Linked DNA regions of Mus musculus: all the other regions are linked to region 1. A link is a contact called in public promoter capture Hi-C data. All regions are on one chromosome and are shown on one strand. Each heading gives the region's core, a stretch centred on a gene start, on an enhancer-like site or on the middle of the called end of the contact. The rest is flanking DNA. Distances are from core to core; before and after follow the strand shown. Region 1 holds the start of Senp2 (SUMO/sentrin specific peptidase 2). Region 2 overlaps Vps8 (VPS8 CORVET complex subunit). Region 3 overlaps Vps8 (VPS8 CORVET complex subunit).

What was found. Promoter capture Hi-C pulls out the DNA fragments that hold promoters and counts their contacts.
Region 2: a contact with region 1 is called in a promoter capture Hi-C map of pre-B cells, with 2.0 times the contacts expected there. The contact joins the enhancer-like site here to the promoter of Senp2 in region 1. A contact is called at or near these places in 1 of 39 promoter capture datasets (pre-B cells), 2 of 115 datasets of contacts at active chromatin or transcription factors (microglia and pancreatic cancer cells) and 3 of 9 other capture datasets (embryonic stem cells, macrophages and pancreatic islet).
Region 3: a promoter capture Hi-C map of pre-B cells shows a contact between it and region 1, with 2.5 times the contacts expected there. The contact joins the enhancer-like site here to the promoter of Senp2 in region 1. A contact is called at or near these places in 5 of 39 promoter capture datasets (the C10 cell line, cranial neural crest, embryonic stem cells and 2 more), 4 of 115 datasets of contacts at active chromatin or transcription factors (the SCID.adh cell line, T-cell acute lymphoblastic leukemia, embryonic stem cells and 1 more) and 2 of 9 other capture datasets (adipose tissue and embryonic stem cells).

Annotation. Positions count from the first base shown.
Region 1 is chr16:22,008,064-22,010,763 of GRCm38.p6, forward strand. It overlaps Senp2 (SUMO/sentrin specific peptidase 2), which reads left to right and starts at 1,421. Exons shown (of 17, transcript NM_029457.3): 1 at 1,421-1,679. The coding sequence starts at 1,579.
Region 2 is chr16:21,630,884-21,633,583 of GRCm38.p6, forward strand. All of the region lies in intron 45 of Vps8 (VPS8 CORVET complex subunit), which reads left to right. Among named protein-coding and RNA genes, the nearest start is that of 2510009E07Rik, 62 kb to the right of the region's middle. Within about 2 kb of position 1,253, at least 46 of the 459 cell types and tissues checked have an H3K27ac peak or open chromatin away from gene starts, as enhancers often do. A contact at or near this core is called in pancreatic cancer cells and pre-B cells, where this site is marked.
Region 3 is chr16:21,536,916-21,539,615 of GRCm38.p6, forward strand. The region is part of intron 33 of Vps8 (VPS8 CORVET complex subunit); the gene reads left to right. Among named protein-coding and RNA genes, the nearest start is that of Vps8, 120 kb to the left of the region's middle. Within about 2 kb of position 1,271, at least 13 of the 459 cell types and tissues checked have an H3K27ac peak or open chromatin away from gene starts, as enhancers often do. A contact at or near this core is called in pre-B cells, where this site is marked.

The sequences.
Region 1 (2,700 bases), core at 171-2,670:
ATCTCTACCTCCCAAGTGCCGGCATTAAAGGCATGTGCCACTATGCCCAGCAGTGACTGTTTTTGTTTTTGTTTTTTGGGTTTTTGTTTTTTGAGACAGGGTTTCTCTGTGTAGCCCTGACTGTCCTGGAACTCAGTCTGTAGACCAGGCTGGCCCTTGAACTCAGAAATCTGCCTGCCTCTGCCTCCCAAGTGCTGGGATTAAAGTCATGTGCCACCACCGCCCGGCTTTGAGACTGTTTTTAATACTTCAAGGGACTGCACTCCCAGACATTATGCTTAAGTCCATAGGAGATATTATTTAGACATTTATTTCTAATGGTTTTCCTTTAATCCCAGCACTCGGGAGGCAGAGGCAGGCAGATTTCTGAGTTCGAGGCCAGCCTGGTCTACAAAGTGAGTTCCAGGACAGTCAGGGCTATACAGAGAAACTCTGTCTCAAAAAACAACAACAACAACAACAACAAAACAACAAAAAGGAAGAAAGAAAGAAGAGAAGAGAAGAGAAGAGAAGAGAAGAGAAGAGAAGAGAAGAGAAGAAAAGAAAAGTGTATACATTCCCAGAGAGGATAATGAGAATTGATTGCTACCTGACAGCTGAGGGGAAGAGACAAGCTGATTAGAAAAGGCCACAGGAATCATTCAGTCCCTGTTTCTCGGAAGCTTTTCCTAAGAAGTCGTGTCCGTCTGCCCTACTCACTCCCCAGCATCTGGTTTAACTTTCTCTAGTTCCATTGCGCATTACAATCATTTATCACATAAGCAGGTGACCTTGTATTCTAATTTATAAGTATCTATGAAAATGTCTCTCCCAGTAAACTTGCACGTATGCGTGCGGAATGAGCCCTAATAGTTAGACTGGCTCAAATGCTAGTGGTTAGCTCCATTTTCTTAGGCACATGGTTTAATTGCTATATACCTTTGGTTTTTATGACATTCCTAAAATTCCCCACTGTGTCCGGTTGCTGTAAACATGACGGCAATCCGGGTAAAGTATTAGACCAATGTATATACAAAATAAAGCGCAAACCCTTACATACTCATTAACTAACCTGACCTATTTTCCACCCTGCGCATTCTTTTACAGAACCCTCCACTGTCGGGTTGCTTGGGTAGCTCTCCCGGCCCAGCATCGATACACGTGGTTTGGGTCTGTGGGCCTTGTCCCGAGATCGACTCCTGACTGGCTCTGCCAAAGAGAAAGCCCCGCCCTTCGGTCTGCCAGTCAGACCCGCGCAAGAGCCCGCTCTCCCCGTCCCGCTTCCTGTTGCTAGGCTTACAAGGAGCAGGCCCAGACTGCGCATGCTCAGACTCCGGAGGCCGCTTTCCCGTTGGGCGGAAGAAGGTGACGTCAACGGCTTCTAGAGAGTCCTCCCCTAGCCCGGGGAACGTTAAATCTGTGGGCCCTCTGATGGCGTCACAAGTCCGCGCCTGATCCTGGCTACGGCTGAAGCGGCGAAGGCGGCAGCGGCAGCGGCAGCGGCAGCGGCGACGGCGGCGGCGGCGGCGGCGGCGGCGGCGACAGCTCTGGGGTTCGCGTCTCGGGGTGTGTCGGCCGCCGCTGCTGCTCAGGCCTGGAATGTACAGATGGCTGGCTAAGGTTCTCGGCACCATTCTTCGCTTGTGTGAGCGGCCCGCGCCCGGGGCCCGCGCCCTACTCAAGAGGCGGCGCTCCAGCAGGTAAGGTGGCCGCGCGCCGGTCGGGTCCCCTCCCCCGCGCTGGCGTTGGGCGCCGCGGGCCTGTGGGAACCGGCGACTACGGGACCGCGGAGGCCTGGGGAGAGTCCGTCCCTCTAGCTGCGAGCGGAAGGGGAACGGGAGGCCGGCGATGTGCTGCTCGCCGGATACGGCTCCTGTCGCCCGGTGTCGTCGCGGGCGGACAGCGCAGGAGCGAGTCACTAGGTTAGGAGTTTGCCCGTAGTCGTTTGACTGCGAGTGCTGTTGTCTTCGCACCGAGGAACAGCAGTTGTCTTGTTCGACAGCAACTGTCGGGGTGTGTGTGTTGGGCTGCAGGGGAAGGGAATGGTCCTGTTCTTTAACATCCTTGTAAGAGGCAGAAAGTATTTACGTACCGCACTCTTGTAAGATTCGGTTAAAATTAGAAGGAAATGACAAATATTAGTACTTAGCATCTACTCCTTTATTTACTTTACAGTGTCTTCCCTTTTAAGGGTTTATCTAGAAAACAAAATATTCTACAACTTCTATACTCCCCCCTGTCTCCCACTCTTACATTCTCCCTCCCTTTCCTTCCTCTGCTATGTCTACTTCACTTATTATTATGATGATGGTGATTATTTTTGTTTCCAGGTCAAGAGAAGTGGACAAAAGATTGGATTAGGGGAAGTAGATCAAAATGATTCATAGATGACTCCAGGAATGTAGGTCATTGGTGAAACTGGTTGTTCGCTAAACTGTAGCATGTAGTCCCATGGCTTCTACAGTTCCATGGGGTTCAGATAAGAATCGGTTAAGATGTTATAAAGTTCTCAAACTGATGCTTATGTAAGAATAGTTTATTCTCCCCCAACTGGATCTGGTGCACAATGAAACTGCATATTTATCGAACAGGGACTGGTGATCGCCTCACATTTTCATTCATAGTCCCTCGGAGTCAGCAGTATGCCGACCCAAACCTGAGTGTGGATGTGTCCTGGCCAGCCTTGACTTCTAGCTGCTTTCTGTTCTTTACTACATTCGG
Region 2 (2,700 bases), core at 3-2,502, 380 kb before region 1:
TTTGTGTTTGATTCACACTAGAAGCCATGATTGGCTTCAGTAAACAATACTCACTGTGTTGCTTGAAGCTCTCATACCCTAAATGCTCATCGTCTCTTGGTGCCCACATCCCCTGCATGGTAGGATGTGGCCCATTGTAGCCATATTCTGAAACAAATTGGACCTTGAGTCCAGAGGCCACACAGGAAGCTGGTGAGCAGATGGGCGCTCATGTGCCCCAACCCCAGCCCACTGTTCTTTCTCCCAGACACTTCCAGGATAAGACACTCAGTCACAGCTACTGCCACCATTTATTAAACCTCAAATGGGCACCAGATCCATATGATCTGCAAGTTTAGCAATAACTCTGCAAAGTAGAGTTTCACAGACAACAACACAAACTAAGAGAAGCTAAATATCTCTAGAGCGACTCAGCTAGAATCCAGGTCAAGATGAGGCTGCTGTCAGAAGTCCTGTTTTGTGTTTCTCTGCATTGCAGAGCATTTCTGGAAAATTGTTGAATCAGGAAGGAGTAAGAACACCTTCACTCACCTTTCAGTCATCCGCTCGGCAGAATTTTATTCCAAAGTTGCTCGGGCTGAGCTCAGTGCTATCGAGCAGGCTGCTTTGTATGGCCTCCATTTTCAAGGTGCCATTCTCTTTGTTTCAGACTTTACCACATAGCATGTACCTTCTTGTTCCGTGGCCTCATCACTGTGGCCTCTGCACTGAACTTCAATGCTCCCTTTCTTTCTGGGTCTTTGCTCACATTAGGATTGGGGTCACATGAAGGCACATGATAGAGACTGTGTACACAGAGCCTGAGGGCCATTCTGTGTATTCTAAGTACCAGCCCCTGTGAGAGCTCTTGGAGTCCTGGGCATGGTTTTCCTTCCAGCATCTTAGCCATTCTATATTGGAAGCTCTGATCAGTATCCCCATATTGACAAAAGTAAAAAGCAACCCACTCTATTCAAATAGAGCAGGTGACTCACCTAAGATTTCTAGGTTAGTGATTGTTAAAGCCAGTTTCACTTCCACGCAGGGGATTAGCACAGATCTCTAGCCCCAGGCCTCAGTAGTGGCACAGGCCTTGTTTGGTGATTTTTTTTTCCTTCTGTTTAAAAATAACACTTTCTCCAAACTTGGTTAAATAAAATAAAACTGATGGTTTGGTCAATACAGAGGACAAACTTGCCCGAGACCTCTACAAAGTGCAGCTGTAGAATTGACAGCTCAGAATGAGTCAGGATGTGGGTTTTAGCAAATGTCTGCTGAACAGATTTTTGGGCAGAGAGCAGGTGTGGTGACACGGACAGAGGCCCTCCCTCTCTCTGCTGAACTGTTCGTTACTAATGGCTCAGGGCTGAGGGAATCATTGCCTTCAGTTGTGTACCCTTCCCAGGCTCCTACCAGACCCCACTTCTAACCCAGTGAGCACACGATGGCCCTGGCTGAACAAAACCAACCCAGAAGTCATAAACCTGGGGAAAGAACTAGAAAAGACGGGAAGGGTGTGATAGGAACAGGAAGGAGACAAAAGCGGGTTGTGCAGAAGAGAATCATCAGAATGTACTATGTGCTTGTATAAAATTGTCAAATAACAAAATTAATTAACAATAGAAACCCTGCCCAGGGAGCTACTGGCAGTTGGTGGATGTCTTAGTTACTTTCCTGTCTCAGGATATCTGATCACACTGTGGACCCTGACATTGTCTTCTTTACTGGGAAAACCTGTTTCTAGTTGTGGTGTGGCTCAGCCTTAGCACACACATTTAATTCCACTGGCTGGAGTATAGACACGCCTTTAGTACACATCTTTAATCCCAAATGATGGAAGGAGAATTAGTTTGTAGAGAGAAGCAGCCATGTTTGAAAGTGACATCTAATTGAGAGGCAAAGTGACAAATCAGAGAAAGATTTGACAGAATGTGTCAGAGATAGAATATGCCCAATTCTCATGAGAACAGAGAGAAAAGAGAGGCTACTTAAAAAAGAGAGAGCAGCACGAGAGATGTGAGGAGAAAAGGCAGTTTTACCAGGACAGTTGTACAGAGGCAGGTTGCACAAGCTAGACACAGGTGAAGACAGAATGAGCCAGCGAATGAAAAGGAGCCAGAAGATTAGAACATGTTGCCCAAGTTAGTATGAGGCCAAGCAGAGCAATTCAGGAGAAGCCAGATTGAACCAGTCAGCTTGGAGAGGAGTTTGAGCCAGAACAACTGAGTGGAATCAGCCAGCCAGAGATCAGAAAAGAGTGATGTCTTAGTTATGGTTTCCATTGCTATGAAGAGACACCATGACCAAGGCAACTCTTACAAGGACATTTTTTTTCTTTTTCTTTCTTTTTTTTTTAATTAGGTATTTTCCTCATTTACATTTCCAATGCTATCCCAAAAGTCCCCCATACCCTCCCCCCCCACTCCCCTACCTACCCACTCCCACTTTTTGGCCCTGGTGTTCCCCTATACTGGGGCATATAAAGTTTGTGTGTCCAATGGGCCTCTCTTTCCAGTGATGGCCGACTAGGCCATCTTTTGATACATATGCAGCTAGAGTCAAGAGCTCCAGGGTACTGGTTAGTTCATAATGTTGTTGCACCTATAGGGTTGCAGATCCCTTTAGCTCCTTGGGTATTTTCTCTAGCTCCCAAGGACAACATTTAATTAAAGCTAGCTTACAGGTTCTGAGGTTCAGTCCATTATCATCATGGAGAAAAAC
Region 3 (2,700 bases), core at 21-2,520, 470 kb before region 1:
ACCCTCCTATATCAATCAGCAATTAAGAAAATGGCCCCTTAAACATGTCCTTGGGACAAGCTGATGAAGACAGTTCTTCAACTGCGGTTTCCTCTTCTTCCCAGGCACGTCAGGTTGACAATTAAGATCAGCGTTCAGTTTTAAGGGAGAGCTGTTCTGGAAATAGTAATGTAGGCTGGCAGTTATTGCTTCAGAACATGGAACACATCATTCACTGTCCTCTTGGATTTTAGTGTTTCTGCAGCATTGGGATGGCTTTGCCTTTATGTATGACTTTGTACTCACCTCCTGATTTTCCAGTATTTTTTTTGTACAGAACATTACAGTATAATTTGGTGAAGTCCTCTGGTTTTACCTGTTTAGCATTCTGAATGTTTTCTGTATGTGGATGGCTATCTTTGTCCCTGGATTTCAGAAAATTCTACTATGATTAAATATATTTCTTAAAGATTTATTTTATGTATATGAACATTTTGCTTGCATGCATATAGTGTTCCGCATGCATGCCTAGTTTTCACAGAGGTCAGAAGAAGGCATTAGGTACCCTGGAACTGGAGTTACATGTGGTTCCTGGGAGCTCAGTGCAGTTTTCTTCAAGAGCATCTCTCTAGCGCCCCCTGCTATAACTATTGAATCTCAATCTCTCTCTCTCTCTCTCTCTCTCTCTCTCTCTCTCTCTCTCTCTCTCTCTCTCTGTGTGTGTGTGTGTGTGTGTGTGCCGTGCACTCACAGTTATGTAGTCCAGAGGTCCATCTGGGTGTGTTTTTCTCAGTCTCCCTCCACCTTGCTTTTTTGAGACAGAATTTCTCATTGTACCTTGTCTTAGTTACTGCTGTGAACAGACACCACAACCAAGGTAACTCTTATAAGGACAACATTTAATTGGGGCTGGCTTGCAGCTTCAGCGATTCAGTCCATTATCATCAAGGTGGTTATGGTGCAGGAGGAGCTGAGAGTTCTACATTGTCATCTGAGTCACTAGGAGAAGACTGGCTCCCACAAGGTTACTCCCACAATGACACAATGACTTCCTCCAACAAGGCCACTCCTCTAAATAGTGCCACTCCCTGGACCAAGCCTATTCAAACCACCACAAACCTAAAGCTTGCCAGTTGGCTAGACTGTAATATAAGAGACTCCCAGGATCTGTCTGTATTTGTGTCAACCCATGCTCTGGGGTTGGAGAAGCTGCTGTGCCTGGCTTTTATGTGTGTGCTAGGCACCCATGATCAGGTTCTCACGCTTCAGTGGATACCAACTGCTTGCTTCCTTTGTCTTTGTCTTTGTCTTTACATTTATGCTATGGTCTGCAGGTTTTTAATGGTGTCCTGTAGCTCTATCATGCTCTATTCCCACTTTGTTACTTTATTTGTGTTGCTGTCTGAATGTTTTAAATCATCCCCATCTTCAGGGCCTGCGATGGTCTTCTTACTTGATCCTTTTGTGAGGCTTTCTACTCAGTTTTTAATTTGGTTTGTTGAGCTTTTTGTTTGTAAAGTTTTTATTTGATTTCAGTATTCATTACCATTGGATTCCTCATTCATATCTTGTATCATCTTCTCTGTTTCATTCCCCTCTTTATTTGTATTGCTTTTTTTTTTTAATTCACTCAAGAATTTGTGTTGTTGGATTTCATTGACTGTTCTTACGGTCACTCTTTTGGAGTCTTTGTTATTGTATGTCACGCAGTCTCACTGGAATGCATTGCTGCGGGGTTGGTATACTGTGCTTTCTGCTCCAGACTTCGTCTTTGCTTTTATCTATGTTTTAGCTATGTTTGGGCAGGGTGTTCCCACAGAGAAAGGCAGAAACTGAAAGGCTCAGTTCTAGTTGCTTCCTACTTCTGTAGTAAACAACACAACCAAAGCAGCTGGAGAGGAAAGGGCTTATTTACTCTCGCACATAATTCACCACTAAGGGAATGCAGGGCAGGAGTTGAAGGCAGGAATGTGGAAATAGGAAGTGAACAGAAACCATGGAGGAATGCTGGCTAGTGGCTGCTGGGCTTTGGTTTATGCTCAGCTTACTTGTTTCCTTCCTTCCTTCCTTCCTTCCTTCCTTCCTTCCTTCCTTCCTTCCTTCCTTCCTTCCTTCCTTCCTTCCTTTTTCTGAGATTTTATTTGTACCTATTTTTTGTGTATGTGCAGTGTCTGAGGAGGCCAGAAGAGGGCATCAGGTCCTTTAGGACTGGATTTATAGATGGCTGGGAGCTGTCATGTGGGTGCTTGGAATTAAAAGCAAGTCTCCTGGAAGAGCAGCCGGTGCTTTTAACTGCTGAGCCATCTCTTTAGCCCCTTAGCTAGCTTTCTTATACAGCCCAGGCTCTCCAGTCTAGGTACCATGCCACCCACGATGGACTGGAGTCTCTCACATCAGGCATCGATTTAAAAAATGCCCCACCGTCAGGCCTGCAGATTATTAGTGTGATCTAGGTAGTTCCTCAGTTGAGTGTCCCTCTTTCCTGGTGTCTCCAGTTTTGGTCAAACTGATAATAAAAACCAAGCAGTGCAGGCAGAAGTGTTGAGTGATCCCAAAAAGGAGAGCTTCAATAAGAAGAGTAGCCAGGAGCAGGAAGCTCAAGGAGACTCATGTGGGAATCTTAGCTTTGACCGACGTGGATCCTATTAAAAATGGGCAATTATCAGTGGGTAAGACGATAGTGTCGTCAAGACTTAGCTTGATTTCCACAAATATTTCTGG